Regions from separate parts of the Capra hircus genome. Here region 2 is linked to region 1. The links are chromatin contacts, called in public Hi-C maps. All regions are on one chromosome and are shown on one strand. The core of a region is the stretch at or near the end of the contact, and the rest is flanking DNA. Distances in the headings are between cores, read along the strand shown.

Region 1 (7,377 bases), core at 2,390-4,889:
TCTATTTCTTCCCACTGATTTGAAATAAGACTTTTATCAGTGTCTTAGCTTGGGCGGCTACAACAGAATACTTTAGACTGGGTGGCTTACCATTCTGGAGGCTGAGAATTCCAAGATCAAGCTGTCTCAGTGTCTAGTAAGAATCATTTTCCTGGTTCATAGGCGGGTCTCCTGGCTCTTCTCTCACGTGGTGGAGGGAACTCCCAGGGATCTCTTATAGGGGTGAGAGTGGAGCCCTCATGACATCACATTGCAAGGGCCTCACCTCCTAGCACATCTCCTTGAGGGTCAAGTTTTGAGACATAAATTTTGGAGGAACACAGACATTCAGGTTCTAACACTAATCACTCATGAAAGTGAAAGTTGCTCAGTCGTGTCCGACTCTTTGTGACCCCATGGACTATACAGTCCATGGAATTCTCCAGGCCAGAATACTGGAGTGGGTAGCCTTTCCCTTCTCCAGGGGAATCTTCCCAACCCAGGGATCGAACCCAGGTCTCAAGCATTGCAGGTGGATTCTTTACCAGCTGAGTCACAAGGGAAGCCCAAGAATACTGGAGTGGGTAGCCTATCCCTTCTCCAGCGGATCTTCCTGACCCAGGGATCGAACCAGGGTATCCTGCATCACAGGCAGATTCTTTACCAACTGAGTTACAGGGAAGCCCCGCTGTGATGATCCCTCATAGTGGAGTACATTTCTGAACTTCCTGTAACCTGAATATGGGTATTTCTCTGCCAGAATCATATGAGCAATTACAATTAATAATACATTTTAATAGCACATAAATATTTTTGTATTCAATTTTTGAGCTTCAGGATCTTTATTTTGGAGTTCAAAAATATCCTACCTTTTTTAAAAAAATTGGAAGTACGTCGAGTTTATAGTATTGTGAGGTGCTAGTTCCTGTTACACCTGAGAAGAGACACTGCCTGTGTTTGGTGACTCTGGGCAGATGAGTCTTTCCCGCCCCAAGGGATCTTCCTGGTAGCTGTTTGCATTTGGGGGGAAGGAGGTTGCAGATAGGAGGCCCTGGGCACCATGAGAGAGGAAGGCTGGGTGTGGGCTCTGAACATAGAGAAGGCTGTGAGTAACATCTGCCTTTGGAGATAGGATGATAAGAGATGCTTCTGCTTTAGGGCCAGATGGCAGAGCAGGTACAGACAAGGGCCTTCTCCCCAGTTCTGCAGAACCTGGTGTGGACCCGGCCCAGAGGGCTGAGGTCTGTCTGCCAGGCCATGAGTCACTCCAGTCGGTGAGGTGCTGGGGCTGGCTTCGGAGAGTCAGTTGTTGAGTTTGGGGGAATTGTGCAAGCTGGCTGTTGTCAAACAGCTATAGATGAAAATCAGACTTATAAACTTACAATTACATAAATTTCATTAGGAACAAAGGTAATAAAAACTCAAGCTCATCACTTTCTAGTTTTACCCCACTTTGCTTTTGGCCATGCTCTAGGGGTTATTTACAACTCCTGGACCTGAGGGGATGCTGTGCCCTCTCTCACCCCAATTCTACGTTCAGTGACGTCATGTTGGCAGCTTGGCAGGGATATTTACACCATGGAAATTGGCAAATGCTACAAATTAGGCCTTGACTTATTCTTTTATTGATTGTCTAAGTGAGAGGTTGGCTACCTTTTCTGTAAAAGACCAGATAGTAAATGGTTAGGCTCTCCATACAATCCCTGCCTCTTTATTTTTATTTTTCAAATTTAGGTCTATGATCCGACATTTTATGTCTGTATGGGAACAATGTTCATTCCCCCCCCCCCCATATGAACAACCAACTAATCTAGCACCATTTATTGAAAATAACATTTAATTGCAGTTATGCCTTTGTGAAATCAGGTGATTTCTACATGAATCTAATTTGGGCTCCTTTCTGGTCCACTGATCTACACTTTCATTTGTATGTCAATACGCAGCAGTCCTGATTATTGTCAAATTATGCTGTGATATCCAAACACCATCTTCAAAGGTATTCTGGGAGTTGCCACCTCTATAGATTTTGCAAGGGTAATTCCTTGCATCGGGACATAGAGCACTGGCCCTTAGGAATGGGGACAGTGAAACATGGAAAACAGAACTGGAGGGATAAACCACTTCCAGATACCAAAGCTCCTCTGGTGGCTCAGATGGTAAAGTATCTGCCCACAACACAAGAGACTCAAGAGATGTGAGTTCGATCCCTGCCAGAGTCAGGAAGTTTCCCTGAAGAGGGGAATAGCTACCCACTCCAGTATTCTTGCCTGGGAAATCCTATGGACAGAGGAGCCTGGCAACTACAGTCCATGGGGTTGCAAAGAGTCGGACACGACTGAGCAACACTTTGACTTTCTTTCAGATATCAAAAGAACTGATATTTCAGACACTTCAGATATCTGAAAGATGTTAAGCTTTTTTTGTTTTTTTAAAGATGTATAAAGACTTCCTTGGTGGTCCAGTAGTTCAGACTTCATCTTCCAGAGCAGCAGGAGTGAGTTTGATCCCTTGTTGGGAAGCTGAGATCCCACATGCCTCTTGGCCCAAAAACCAAAACAAAAAACAGGAGCAATATTGTAACAAATTCAATAAAGACTTTAAAACTGATCCACATCCAAACAAATCTTGAAAAAAAAAAGATGTAGAGATGTTCTGGTAGATTAAAAAACTTATAAAGGCACCCTCGTATTAAAAATGTCAGAAAATATAGTTTTGGAACACCCAGCAAGATTTTTGTATTCATTCGGTGCTAAGCACTTCACACTTTCTACTCTGTGTCCAGTCATGGATGGAAAGCAGTCATGGATGGGGCAGATGCTGAGCTCAGAGGAGCGACAAGGTGTCTGAAATGCCTACGGGACTAGGAGTGACCCCAGGAAGGAGCACAGCCCACAGCTGGGAGGCCCCAGGAGAAGGACCCTTGGCTATAAGGAGAGCACGACTGGGCTGGTTGCCCCCCTACAGAGCTTTGGCTTTCTTGACATTTCCTTCCTTCGTTTGACTCCTCTCTCCCCTCGTATTAATGGTTAGTACAGAAAATACAAAGAAGCAGAGACTACCTTCCATCACTCATCACGCCTCCACCCAGAATGGACACTGTTAACACTCAGGCTTTGTTCCTTCCAGGTTTGAGTCTGATGATCTTTTTTAAAACAAAACAAAACAATCGGGGGCAAGCAGCGCACACAGTTTTATATCCTGCATTTCTTGTTCGGGGTATAAGTAACCCCCTGGGGTCTTTCTTCTGTTTTCTTTTGAGTCTCAAGCTAGGGAAATTGGGCTGTTAGCAGAAGGATTTCCTGAAATCCCTTTGAATGATCAAAGGAGTCGCGCTCAGTCTTCCTCCAGTTGAGAGTTCTGTTTTTTTTCTCCCTCCCCTCCTATGAAACTGCAGGTCAGGAAGGCAGACGGGAGGCTCAGCTTGTGGGTCTGATTTCTAAAAGTGGTGGTTATTCTCTCTCTCTCTTTTTTTTTTTAAAGGAATAGAGAATCAATTTAATAACAGGGTGCCAGGCAATGGCTAGTCTTGAGTGCCCAGAAACTGTCCCTAAGAAGTGGAGTCCAGGAGGAGAGAGAGACGGAAGTCTCCGCAGGGTGAGGTGACTACAGAAGGATGGAGTGGAGGAGGGGCTGTGGCCGCGGGCCCAGTGGAAAAGTACCTCGTTCGTGAGTCATCACGGATAACATGTGGCTGGTGCCCCGCCATCGGCATCCAGGAGTGTGGCAGTGACAGCTGGAGGTCACATCAAAGACAGATCCACGCGGAAAGGAAGAAAGTAAAGGAAAATCAAGATGAAAATGTACCACTTCAGGGTAATACCTGGCTTCAGCTGTGAGTGAGCATCTCCAAGTCAGCCAGCATGAGCCCAGTGTCTGCTATGTGGCTGGCGCTGTCTGGCTCAATGGGCAGGCTAGGTGGCCGATCCAGGAAGCTTCCAGTCTTGAAGTAGGGCAGAGGAATGGCATGGGACGACCCATCGAACAGTTTGGCTGATTAATGAAGGGCTGTGGCTTAGACAAATGGAATTCCCAGTGCCACTGAATTTTGGATCTCTAGGGATATTGCCCTGATTATAGAATAACTGGATGGTTTAAACATGTGTTCGCATAGCGTCAAAATATAGGAATGGCCTGTAGTTGTCAGCTGGGCTGCTCATTAGAGTTCCTGGAAGACCCTGAAAACTAGACACCAGGGATTTTCAACCACGTCCCAGAGGGGTTTTTTTTTTTAAACAGTTTTATTCAGATATAATTCAAATAGCATCCCATTCTCCTTAGAAAAGTGTACAATTCAGTGGGTTTTATTATCTGCATGGACACATGCAATCATCACCATAGTCAATTTTGTAATATTTTCAAAATGAAGCCTTGTATGCTTTGGCTATTACCTCTCTATCTCCTTGTCCTCCTCACAGCTAGGAATCTACCTTCTGTCTCTGTGGATTTCCCTGTTCTAGGCTTTTCATGTGAATGGAAGCATATAATACAGTCTTTTGTGACTGACTTCTTTCATTTAGGGCAATGTATCCAGTAACTCCAGGGAAGGTCTTGTGAATCTTTCACACGGATAATCCTTGTTATAGCATGTAAACATGGACTGTGGCATGACAGGCTCCTCTGTCCTCCTCTGTCTCCTGGAGTTCACTCAAATTCATGTCCATTGAGTTGGTGATGTTATTCAACCATCTCATCCTCTGTTGTCCCCTTCTCCTCCCACCTTCAATCTTTCCCAGTATCAGGGTCTTTTCAAATGAGTTGGCTCTTCACATCAGGTGGCCAAAGTATTGGAGCTTCAGCTTCATCATCAGTCCTTCCAATGAATATTTAGGACTGATTTCCTTTAGGATTGACAGGTTTGATCTCCTTGCTGTCCAAGGGACTCTCAGAAGTCTTCTCCAGCACCACAATTCGAAAGCATCAATTCTTTGGTGCTCAGCCTTCTTTATGGTCCAGCTCTCACATCCATGACTACTAGAAAAATCAGTTTTGACTATATGGACCTTTGTTGGCAAAGTGCTCTCTCTAACTCCATTTAATTAATGAATTAACAGATGGATTCTTTTTCAAAATGACTGTACCAATTTCCATTTCCACTAGGAATATATGAGGGGTCCCATCTCCCCACATCTTTGCCATCTTTTGTTATCATCTGACTTTTCAAGAAGTAGCATCTCATTATGGCATTGCTTTGTTGATGACTAACAATACTGAGAATCTTTTCATGTGCTTACTGGTGCTTTTTTTCCTTAACTTTAAAAATTTTGAAATGTTAGGTTTAGAGAAAAACTGTAAAAATAGTACAAAACTCTCATTTACTCTTAGCCTAGATTCCCCAAATGTTAACCACACATGCTTGATCATTCTCCATCTCTGAATCATTTAAGACTTGCAGACATGAAGGCTCTTTACCTCTAAATATTCCAGTGTGTATTTTCTTAAAACATAGCAAAACCCAGCTTTCTCTAATGCAACCACAGTAAAATGATCAAAGTCCCTTCGCTGTTCACCTGAAACTGTCACAACACTGTTAGTCATCTATACCCCAATGCAAAATATTTTTGGTGTTAAAAAAATACAATTAAAAAAAACCAGAAAATCAACATCGACTCAATACTATCGGTAACTGAATGTTTCCAAATTTTGCCAAATTTCTAGGAAGCAGCATCTTAAAAAAGCTCTACAGATGATTCTATTGGATATCAGGATCTCTGTCACCTCTTCTCATCAATGAGGACCATTAATTCCAGGGAGGACAATGCCCTCCCCGAGGTCACCATTGATTTAGAGCAGAGTTTTCAGAATGTCCCATCCCCCAGGGCACCTTTATGTGACCTAGGGAAAGATGTCTCTCTGCTGCTGCTGCTGCTGCTGCTGCTAAGTCGCTTCGGTTGTGTCTGACTCTGTGGGACCCCATAGATGGCAGCCCACCAGGCTGCCCCATCCCTGGGATTCTCCAGGCAAGAATACTGGAGTGGGTTGCCATTTCCTTCTCCAATGCATGAAAGTGAAAAGTGAAAATGAAGTCGCTCAGTTGTGGCCAACTCTTTGTGACCCCATGGACTGCAGCACATCAGGCCTCCCTGCCCATCACCAACTCCCGGAGCTTGCTCAAACTCATGTCCATTGAGTTGGGGATGCCATCCAACTCATCCTCTGTCACCTTCTTCTCCTCCTGCCTTCAATCTTTCCCAGCATCAGGGTCTTTTCCAGTGAGTCAGTTCTTTGCATCAGGTGACCAAACTATTAGATCTTCAGCTTCAGCATCCATCCTTCCAATGAATATTCAGGACTGATTTCCTTTAGGATGTACTTGTTGGATCTCCTTGCAGTCCAAGGGACTCTCAAGAGTCTTCTCCAACACTACAGTTCAAAAGCATCAATTCTTCGGCACTCAGCTTTCTTTATAGCCCAACTCTCACATCCATACATGACTACTGGAAAAACCATAGTTTTGACTAGATGGACCTTTGTTGGCAAAGTAATGTCTCAGCTTTTTAATATGCTGTCTAGGTTGGTCATAATTTTTCTTTCAGGGAGCAAGCGTCTTTTAATTTCATGGCTGCAGTCACCATCTGCAGTGATTTTGGGGCCCCCAAAATTAAAGTCTCTCGTGATTTCCATTGTTTCCCCATCTATTTGCCATGATGTGATGGGACCAGATACCATGATCTTAGTTTTTTGAACTAAGGAGCTCAGATCATGAACTCCTTAATGCCAAATTCAGACTTAAATTGAAGAAAGAACGGAAAACCACTAGACCACTTAGGCATAACCAGTGTGCCTATGATGTGCCAGACAAAGGAAACAGGAAGATGGGCTGGGTGGGAGAATGTGACTCGGTGAGTGGAATTCCAAAGCCTGTAGAAGGCCATCTCGGGAACCACTCAAGCTGGTGGCAGGGCTTGCGGTTGCACTGATGGAAGCCAAGACCTCAGCTGCCTGCAATTTCTGGTCCAGGTTAATTAGACTCGAAATGGGAAAGTTGCATGATTCTTTCATGTTCTCACAGCTTTAGATATCTCATGGTTCCTATTAGTGTGAGAATAAAAACAAAAAAATTTTGGCAGTAATATGTAACAATTCAAATTTGTAAAGAAAGAATCTGGGTCTTCTAGATCAAGTTAATTTAAACTTTGGCTTCCAAGCACATTAGAGATTCTGCTGATAAGTAAACTTAGCAAATGCTTTTTAGTGCTTATAGAACTTTGCCCACTTTATGGGCACTTGTGGTTCAGATGGTAAAGAATTTACCTGTAATGTAGCAGACTTGGGTTCAGTCCCTGTTTTGGAAAGATCCCCTGGAGGAGGGCATGGCAACCCACTCCAGTATTCTTTTTTTTTTTAAGTTAATTTATTTTAATTGGAGGCTAATTACCTTACAATATTGTAGTGGTTTTT
Region 2 (7,377 bases), core at 3,142-5,641, 130 kb before region 1:
CTTCTTAGAAGTCTTCAACTATGTCAAAATAAATAATCATTTCAACCACACATGCACTAAAACAAACAAACAAACAAACAAAGATAAGCAAAGCACGCCAAGGTCAAAGTTGTGCTCACGGTCCTGCAGCCTCAGGCTGTGCCTTGCATGTGGCCATCACACCTGTGCACCCTGGTCCCGTTTCCCTCCCTAGCCCAGCGGCCTGGGAGGAGCCGAGAACAGCGCCCCGTGAAGAAGATGATCCTCTCCTTGAAGATCAATGACCCTCTGGTCACCAAAGAAGGTAATACGCCCCTGTCCTGGCATTCTGAGAAGGTCGTTGAACAAGCAGCCCTCTCAGATTTGAAAAGCAAACGAGACACCACAAACTGGAGGCACGCTCTGCACAGTGCCTCCTTGGTAAACATAGCTCGGAGGCACAGGGAGGTGGGGAAGGAGGCTGGGCCAACTCGGGGAAATGAAAGGAGTGGGGAATTCTGCTAAAGAAAGGTGCTCATCCTTGTAAAGAGGCGGAAGCAGGCTTCCCAGATGGACCCGGGAGGGACGATGTCACTGCCCTTCTGGGCCCAGGCGCCCAGGCAGCGCTCTCAGCCCTGCCCTTGCCCTAAGCATTGCCCCCCCGCCCCCCTTCCCCACTTCCCCCCAGGGCCCCTTCCTGGCTGCCTTCCAGCAGCCCAGAGGGCTTCCTTGGGCTCAGCCTCTCCCCCTCCCATCCTGGCCACTTAGAAATACCCACTGACAGGCATTAATACAACCTGCTGTCACGTGCCCTCAGGAAATCGTCCCGCTTCAATGGGGCTGGTTGTCCACAGAGTGCCTGGAATGCACTCCAGCGCTATTTGGGATCAGGCAGGACTTGGAATAAGCTGAGTCCATCTGCCCCTAACTGGGGACTAGCACATTATCCTGGCTCTTCCCAGGGGTCCTTAACCTTTTTAAAGACCCCAGAGTCTGAGGAAGGCTTCCCTGATAGCTCAGACAGTAAAGCATCTGACTGCAATGCAGAAGACCGGGGTTTGATCCCTGGGTTAGGAAGATTGTCTAGAGAGGGAAATGGCAACCAACCCACTCCAGTACTCTTGCCTGGAACATCCCATGGACGGAGGAGGCTGGTAGGCTACAGTCCATGGGGTCACAGAGAGTCGGACAGTCTGAGGACAACCTGCTGTTAAGTACGTCATCTCCAAAGAAAACAAAGCGTGCCTCCTTGCACACATGTTGGGCGGTGACCACCTCCCTGTCTAGGCCGTGGACCGCCCAGGTTAGGACAGAAGCCCCAAGGCCCAGACTCACATAAGATTTTTCATAAGAGCCCTGTTTTCTGTAGCTTCATCCTCAACTGCTTTGGGGGCTGGGAGCCTGGGCAGCGTCTGCACCCAGGTCGGAGTGGGCACGTTCTGTCCACTGCATCTCGCCCGTCCCCAGCTCGGGAGGCTCTTCCAGCACGCTGGTGGTCAAGGGTGGAGGGGGGGCACCTGGACGTGGGGGACATGGGGCTGCAGAGCCCCCAGGCTGATGGCTGGCCCTTGGATGCTGCCTCCCCAGCCTTCGCCACGGCCCTGAAGAACCTCTACATGCGCGAGGTGAAGATAGGCCTGGATGACGTGCTGGGCGTGCTGGCCGCTGCTCACATCCTTCAGTTTGGCAGCCTGTTTCAAAGGTGAGGCCGCCCAGCCTCCTGGTAGAGCAGCCAGGACCCCGAGGGCCCCAGGGGCCCCAGAACCTACCACCCTAACACCTCCTGTTCCGATTTGCTCAGACGAGGTGGTGACATCACTCTCTCATTGGTGGTCCTGACCCTTCCTGCTCCCCCTCGCCTCAATGGCCCTGGGCCAGATGGACTTGGCTCAGCCATTGATTCAACCACACCTTTATTCATGCGTGTGTTTCTTTAAGAATGACTTCATGGGCTTTTCCAGGACACCAGAGAGGCAGTGGGCGCCTGATGGGGAGGGTCCCTGCCCTCTGAAGCTCCTGTCCAGCTGTCTCCGAGACATTGGGAAGGAGTGAAGTGGGGTGGTGTGAAAGGTGGGGGATTCGCAAATGGAAATTCTGTGTTATATAAAATTAATTTCAAGTAAAATTGGTACCTGCAGTTTGAAGAAGCATTTCTTAGAACTCCCCCCTACCTTTTTTTTGTTGTTGTTCAATCGCTCAGTCTTGTCAGACTCTTTGTGACCCCATGGACTGCAGCACGCCAGGCTGCCCTGTCCTTCACTATCTCCTGGGGTTTGCTCAAACCCATGTCCATTGAGTCAGTGAAGTTATCTAACTATCTCATCCTCTGCTGCCTCTTTCTCCTTTTGTCCTCAATCTTTCCCAGCATCAGGGTTTTTTTTTCCAACGAGTTGGCTCTTTATACTTTTTGTTGTGGTATTGTCTAATAATCCTACATTCCATCAATGCTTATGAAAGGTAAGTGAACCAAATGGAAAAGAATTGATGGGATTAATTTTTCTCGAATATTCTGTCCCTTCTCTGGGGATTTTCCACGGATGTGTGCTTATTACTCTCACATCCTGAACACAGTGGTGGTTTCTTGTAGCTCTTTGATTTCTTACTTCCTGATGTAATTCAGTAGACAGGAGATCTAGGGCAGGGGTGCTCTGCCTGGCTTGTTTCACCACCCTAAGCTTCCGTTTCTTCATTTGAGGGAATGAATGAATGGACTTCCCATCCTAGCCTACAGAGGACATCCGCAGCTCTGTAAAAGGCAGGGGCAGGATCTCTTCCAAGGACCTTCAACTCACTTTTAATAGAATTCACCTCGCCAGATTCAACCTTACAGGTTTTTTTTTTTTTTTTTGTCAATGCCTCATTTCTGGGGTCACCTGAAATAACTCTGGCCAGATCTTCAGTCTGGAGCATTTTGAAGCCTCATTGGTGATGCAGATGCCGCTTGAACCCAGGGGTGCAGGCTGTCAGAGGTCTGGTTGTGGTCTCAGAGGGCACACAGACAAGGAACTCCAGCATGTCGGCCTGGCCAGACTGGCGGGTGGCTGGGAGATGGGAGGTCAGCCGCCATAGGCAGGGACAGGTCGTGGACTCTCGAGGTGAACCAAGGCATCTGACCTTGACCCTGGTCCAGGTTTTCCTGAGAATCCCCACTCCCCTGCCATTGTGTGCCACATGACTTCAGCTGCACGTAGCCTTGTGACGTATCACCACTACGCAATCGCAGCTTTTGTACACAGGTGTTTCTGAGTGACTGGTGCCATGCAGGGAGATATCTCTGATCCCAAATCTGGAAGGCCAGCTTCCCTCCGGCCACCTCCTGTCTGTGAGCCTCGGCTGCGGTACTGGGGGGCCAGATTCGAAGCCCCGTGGTCTCCTTCTGGAGCCCTCACTCTGGCTTATCTGGGGCAGAGTCAGGAATGGCAGGTTCATCCTTTCTTTCCTCCTCCACATGCCTTGTGGAGGGAGGGCTCCGGATTCTGAGCCAAGACTATCATTCCGCTGATGGACAAACCTGGGCCTGCCTGGCGCTCATGGGCCCTCCCCGAGATGCTGCAGATAACTGTGGTGGGGCTGGAATCCTTGCTCAGAGCCAGGTGGGCCTGACACCCAGCCAGGGTGGGTGTTGCCTGCCTTCGAGAGGCTGACGGTGCAGCTGGCAGGGATGTGGCAGTACAAGCCTCGGTGTGCATGTACACATGAGTGTGTGTGTGTGTGTGTGTGTGCATGAGCAGAAGTCCCCCAGGTCACTCTGGTAGCATTGCCACCCCAGGTACGCTGGATGGGCTCTCAGAGGCCATCTTGGCTGAGATCCCTACCAGCGCGAAACCGCTGGATGGTCGCTGCTGAATCACCCACACCCGAGGCCGCCCATCTTCAGGGGATGAAGTGTGTGTGTGTGGATTATATAGGGCGCTGCTCCTTAGACGCACACATCAGTTGCATCAGTGTCTGCTTTGACACAGCTGGGATCATAGTTACTGGTTGTTGCCTGCACACACACACACACACACACACACACACACACACACACACACCCTCCCGAAGGGTCACTTGTGTCCCTCCAGGCTCACAGGGCTGGCAGGACATTTCCTTGCCTCCGTGAGATGCTGAACTCCCATCTGTCAGTTACTGCCTGGTGCCGCTAGACCTTCCGGAAGTGGAAATCCCGAGCCTCTCTGAGTCCGGAGGCAGCTGGCCTGGGTAGCCTTTCCCTGTCCTCCGGTCTGGGAAATCTGGCCATTCCAGTCCCGCCCAGCCAGGGAGGCTCACGGTGAGGAGGGGGACTATAGGGGAAGGTGTGAGGAGCACTGATTTCTGCGTCCCAGCTTCAGACCCAGCTAATTCCGTCCGCGCGTCTCCGCTGGCAAAGCCAGCACCTGAAAAACACCGCGCGTGGTGAGGGGTGGGGCCTGAACCTTCCGCACGGCCCTCCTCACACCGGGTTTCCCCTTGCTGACTCACGGCGAGCCCAGGAGCCCCAGGAGCGGAGGAGCCTTGTACAGGGCAGGTGCTTCCAGAACCTGCTGCAGAGGCTGCCGCAGACGAGACTCTTGGGATGCATGTATGCTGGGAGGGCTGCTGCCTGGAAGTCTCTAGCTTCAAGGAGGCAGAAGCCTCAGGCTGAACGAGGGCATGACAATCAAAGCAAAAGGAACACGTGGGGAGAAGCAATCAGGGAGAATTCCAAGAGGAGGTGGTACTTGAGCTGAGCCTGGTACGAGTCCAGCTGTCAAGGATGTAAGAGAAGGGGGCTTCGGCCGATGAGAGCATAGAAACTGGAGCTGCTTGGTCACTGAGAATCAATGTGGCTGGAGTCAGGGAGGGATGTCGAAAGATGATGGGAAAGGTGGGTGGGACCGTTAGGGTGACTGCAGGTCATGCAGACCTCGAAGGCCATAGGAGCAGGTTCTACCTGGATTTGCCAGCAGAGGAGAGCCTGAGGCTTGGAGGGGAGAGTGACCAGAGCCTCTCTGTGTTATCAGCTTTGGGATACAGCTGTCATAATGTGGTCACCTGTCTGTATGTTTACTCAACGTGTGCTGGGCCCACTGGCTTTGTTCTTCATTACCCAAGTGCCTCGAAGGGTGCCTGGCACACAGTAAGTGTTCAGATCCTTGATAAATAAATGAACCAAGCTCCAATACTTGGCCACCTGATACGAAGAGTCGATTCATAGGAAAAGACCCCAATGCTGGGAGTGATTGAGGGTGAGAGGAGAAGGGGACCACAGAGGATGAGATGGTTGTATAGCGTCGTTGACTCAAGGGACATGAGTTTGGGCAGACTCCAGGGAGATACTGAAGGACAGGGAAGCCTGGCATGCTGCAGTCCATGGGGTTGAAAGGAGTTGGACATGACTGAGCGATTGACTGAACAACAACAAGTAAATGAGGCCTAGGTGTGAAAAGGATGTAGATTTTCATCAGAAAGTTGCTTTTTCAATCTACTCTCATACAGAGAGGAAATAGGACTGGAGGCCCCTCTAAGAAGCTCAGCAATGGTCTGTTCAGGAAACACTTGCCTTCATCAGGAAGACAACCAAATGTCATCCTGACTAAAATTAAAACCTAGCAAGGCGCTTTTCAGCTTCCCTTTGGCTCAGCGGTAAAAACTCCTCCTGTCAACGCAGGAGCTGAGGGTTTGATCCCTTGGTTGGGAAGATCCCCTGGAGAAGGAAATGGCAACCCACTCCAGTATTCTTACGTGGGAAATCCCATGGACAGAGGAGCTGGTGAGCTACAGTCTGTGGGGATGCAAAGAGTCAGATGCGACTTAGCGGCCAAACAACAACAGCAAGGCGCTTTTAGGGGCTTAATCTCTAAACAGTAATACTTCTCCTTGGTGCCAAAGCTACTCTGTTTTCTTCAGAAAGATTTGATCTCAGAGCTCACCTCCCTTAGCCCAGAGCTCTTTGCAACAAGCCTTGCTGGTCTTGCCCTCCAGCCCTATGTCCACGATCTTAAAATAAGGTGCTTTCCCTTGCGTAAAAGGACTCCGCTGCCGGCATGCGGTTGAGTAAAGACTCTGGGGCTTCTCACTTTCCTGAAAGCAGCCCGGGCCTTCCAGACACAGTGTTCTCTCTCTGCAGGTGTGTGACCGTCATGATGAGCGGACTCACGCCGAGCACCATCAAAAACTTCTACCTGGCTGGCTGCAAGGTGAGAACAACCTGGCAGGCACACAGCATCTTGGGGACCCTCAAGAGCACCCAGACTCTGGGATTTCAGCAACAAAAAATCTGTCTGATGGCACCAACCTAACAGTGCCCACCTTTTGCCAAGTGAACAATTAGAAAAAAAATCATTTTGTCTTTAAAAGAATATTTTAACATCCCCTCCCCCCCCCCCCCAAATAGAAAAGCTTTAATTGGGGAAGAGGGCAGGAAAAGGGACAGCCTTTCTCATCAAAACAGCAGACAGTGTTCCAGGACATTCTTGGTGGAACTGAGGGAAATGCATCCCACCTGGGCCCAGTCACCCAGTACATCAGGGTTGGCAATAAATGATGTATTCTAGCTCTCATTATCAGAGGAGAAAAGTGAGACCCAAGGCCGGTAGAGCTTCCGTGATCAGCCACAGACATCAGTCCAGAGATTCCGGCATACAAGCCCATGTAGCTAGTTGCATTTCAGCATGCAAGCCCACTTAACTAGGTCAGACCACTTAACTAGTTGTATGACCTCAGGCAAGAGCAGGAATGTTGGAGCCTCAGATTTTCCACTGGTGAAATAGGAATAATGATGAACTGACCTCATAGGGTAGCAGGATGGATTTGAATCAACCTAGTACAGCACCTTGAGCATCGCAAACACTCAGAAAATGTTAGTGCCTGTGTTTTGAAGAAGTTTGAGCAGGGCTGCAGCACGGCCTTTCTAAGAGCACGCTTGCTGGATCATCATATTCCAGCAGAGGGCGCTGAGATACCAGGGATTCCTTTCTACCTTAAAATTATTATTTTTTTGCCTGCACCCTCGGCAGGTGGAATTTTAGTTCCCCGTCCAAGGATCAAACCCACACCCTCTGCAGTGGAAATGTAGGCTCGCAACCATTGCACCACCAGGGTAAGTGCCAGAGACTCCTTTTTCAATGGGTGTTTCCTATCTTCTCAGTACAACGAAGAGCCCCTCACCACCGCCTGTGAGAAATGGATGGAGATGAACTTGGTCCCTCTGGTGGGGACACAGATCCACCTCCGGAAAATCCCAAAGGAGCTGCTCCACAAAGTGCTGAAGTCCCCCAGGTCAGAGCTGGCTCTCAGGAAGGAGCCTCTGGGGTAGCAGGTGGGGATGGGAGGGGGGGATGGGTAGGGTAGATGGATGGGGTGGGGAAGTGCCGAACTCACACCCCTGCTGGACATGTGCAGTGCCCCCTCCATCCCAAATGTCCCGGCCTCCTGGACAGCCTGGCCTCTGGAGGGGCC

What was found. A called contact is a pair of places that touch in the nucleus more often than the background predicts.
Region 2: a contact with region 1 is called in a Hi-C map of liver, with 2.1 times the contacts expected there. The contact joins two enhancer-like sites.

What each region holds. Positions count from the first base shown.
Region 1 is chr26:9,717,118-9,724,494 of ARS1.2, reverse strand. No RefSeq gene overlaps it. Among named protein-coding and RNA genes, the nearest start is that of HTRA1, 12 kb to the right of the region's middle. Within about 2 kb of position 3,639, at least 1 of the 5 cell types and tissues checked has an H3K27ac peak or open chromatin away from gene starts, as enhancers often do.
Region 2 is chr26:9,851,770-9,859,146 of ARS1.2, reverse strand. BTBD16 (BTB/POZ domain-containing protein 16) reads left to right here. Exons shown (of 15, transcript XM_005698564.2): 5 at 194-283; 6 at 1,546-1,660; 7 at 6,047-6,116; 8 at 7,067-7,197. Among named protein-coding and RNA genes, the nearest start is that of BTBD16, 18 kb to the left of the region's middle. Within about 2 kb of position 4,391, at least 2 of the 5 cell types and tissues checked have an H3K27ac peak or open chromatin away from gene starts, as enhancers often do.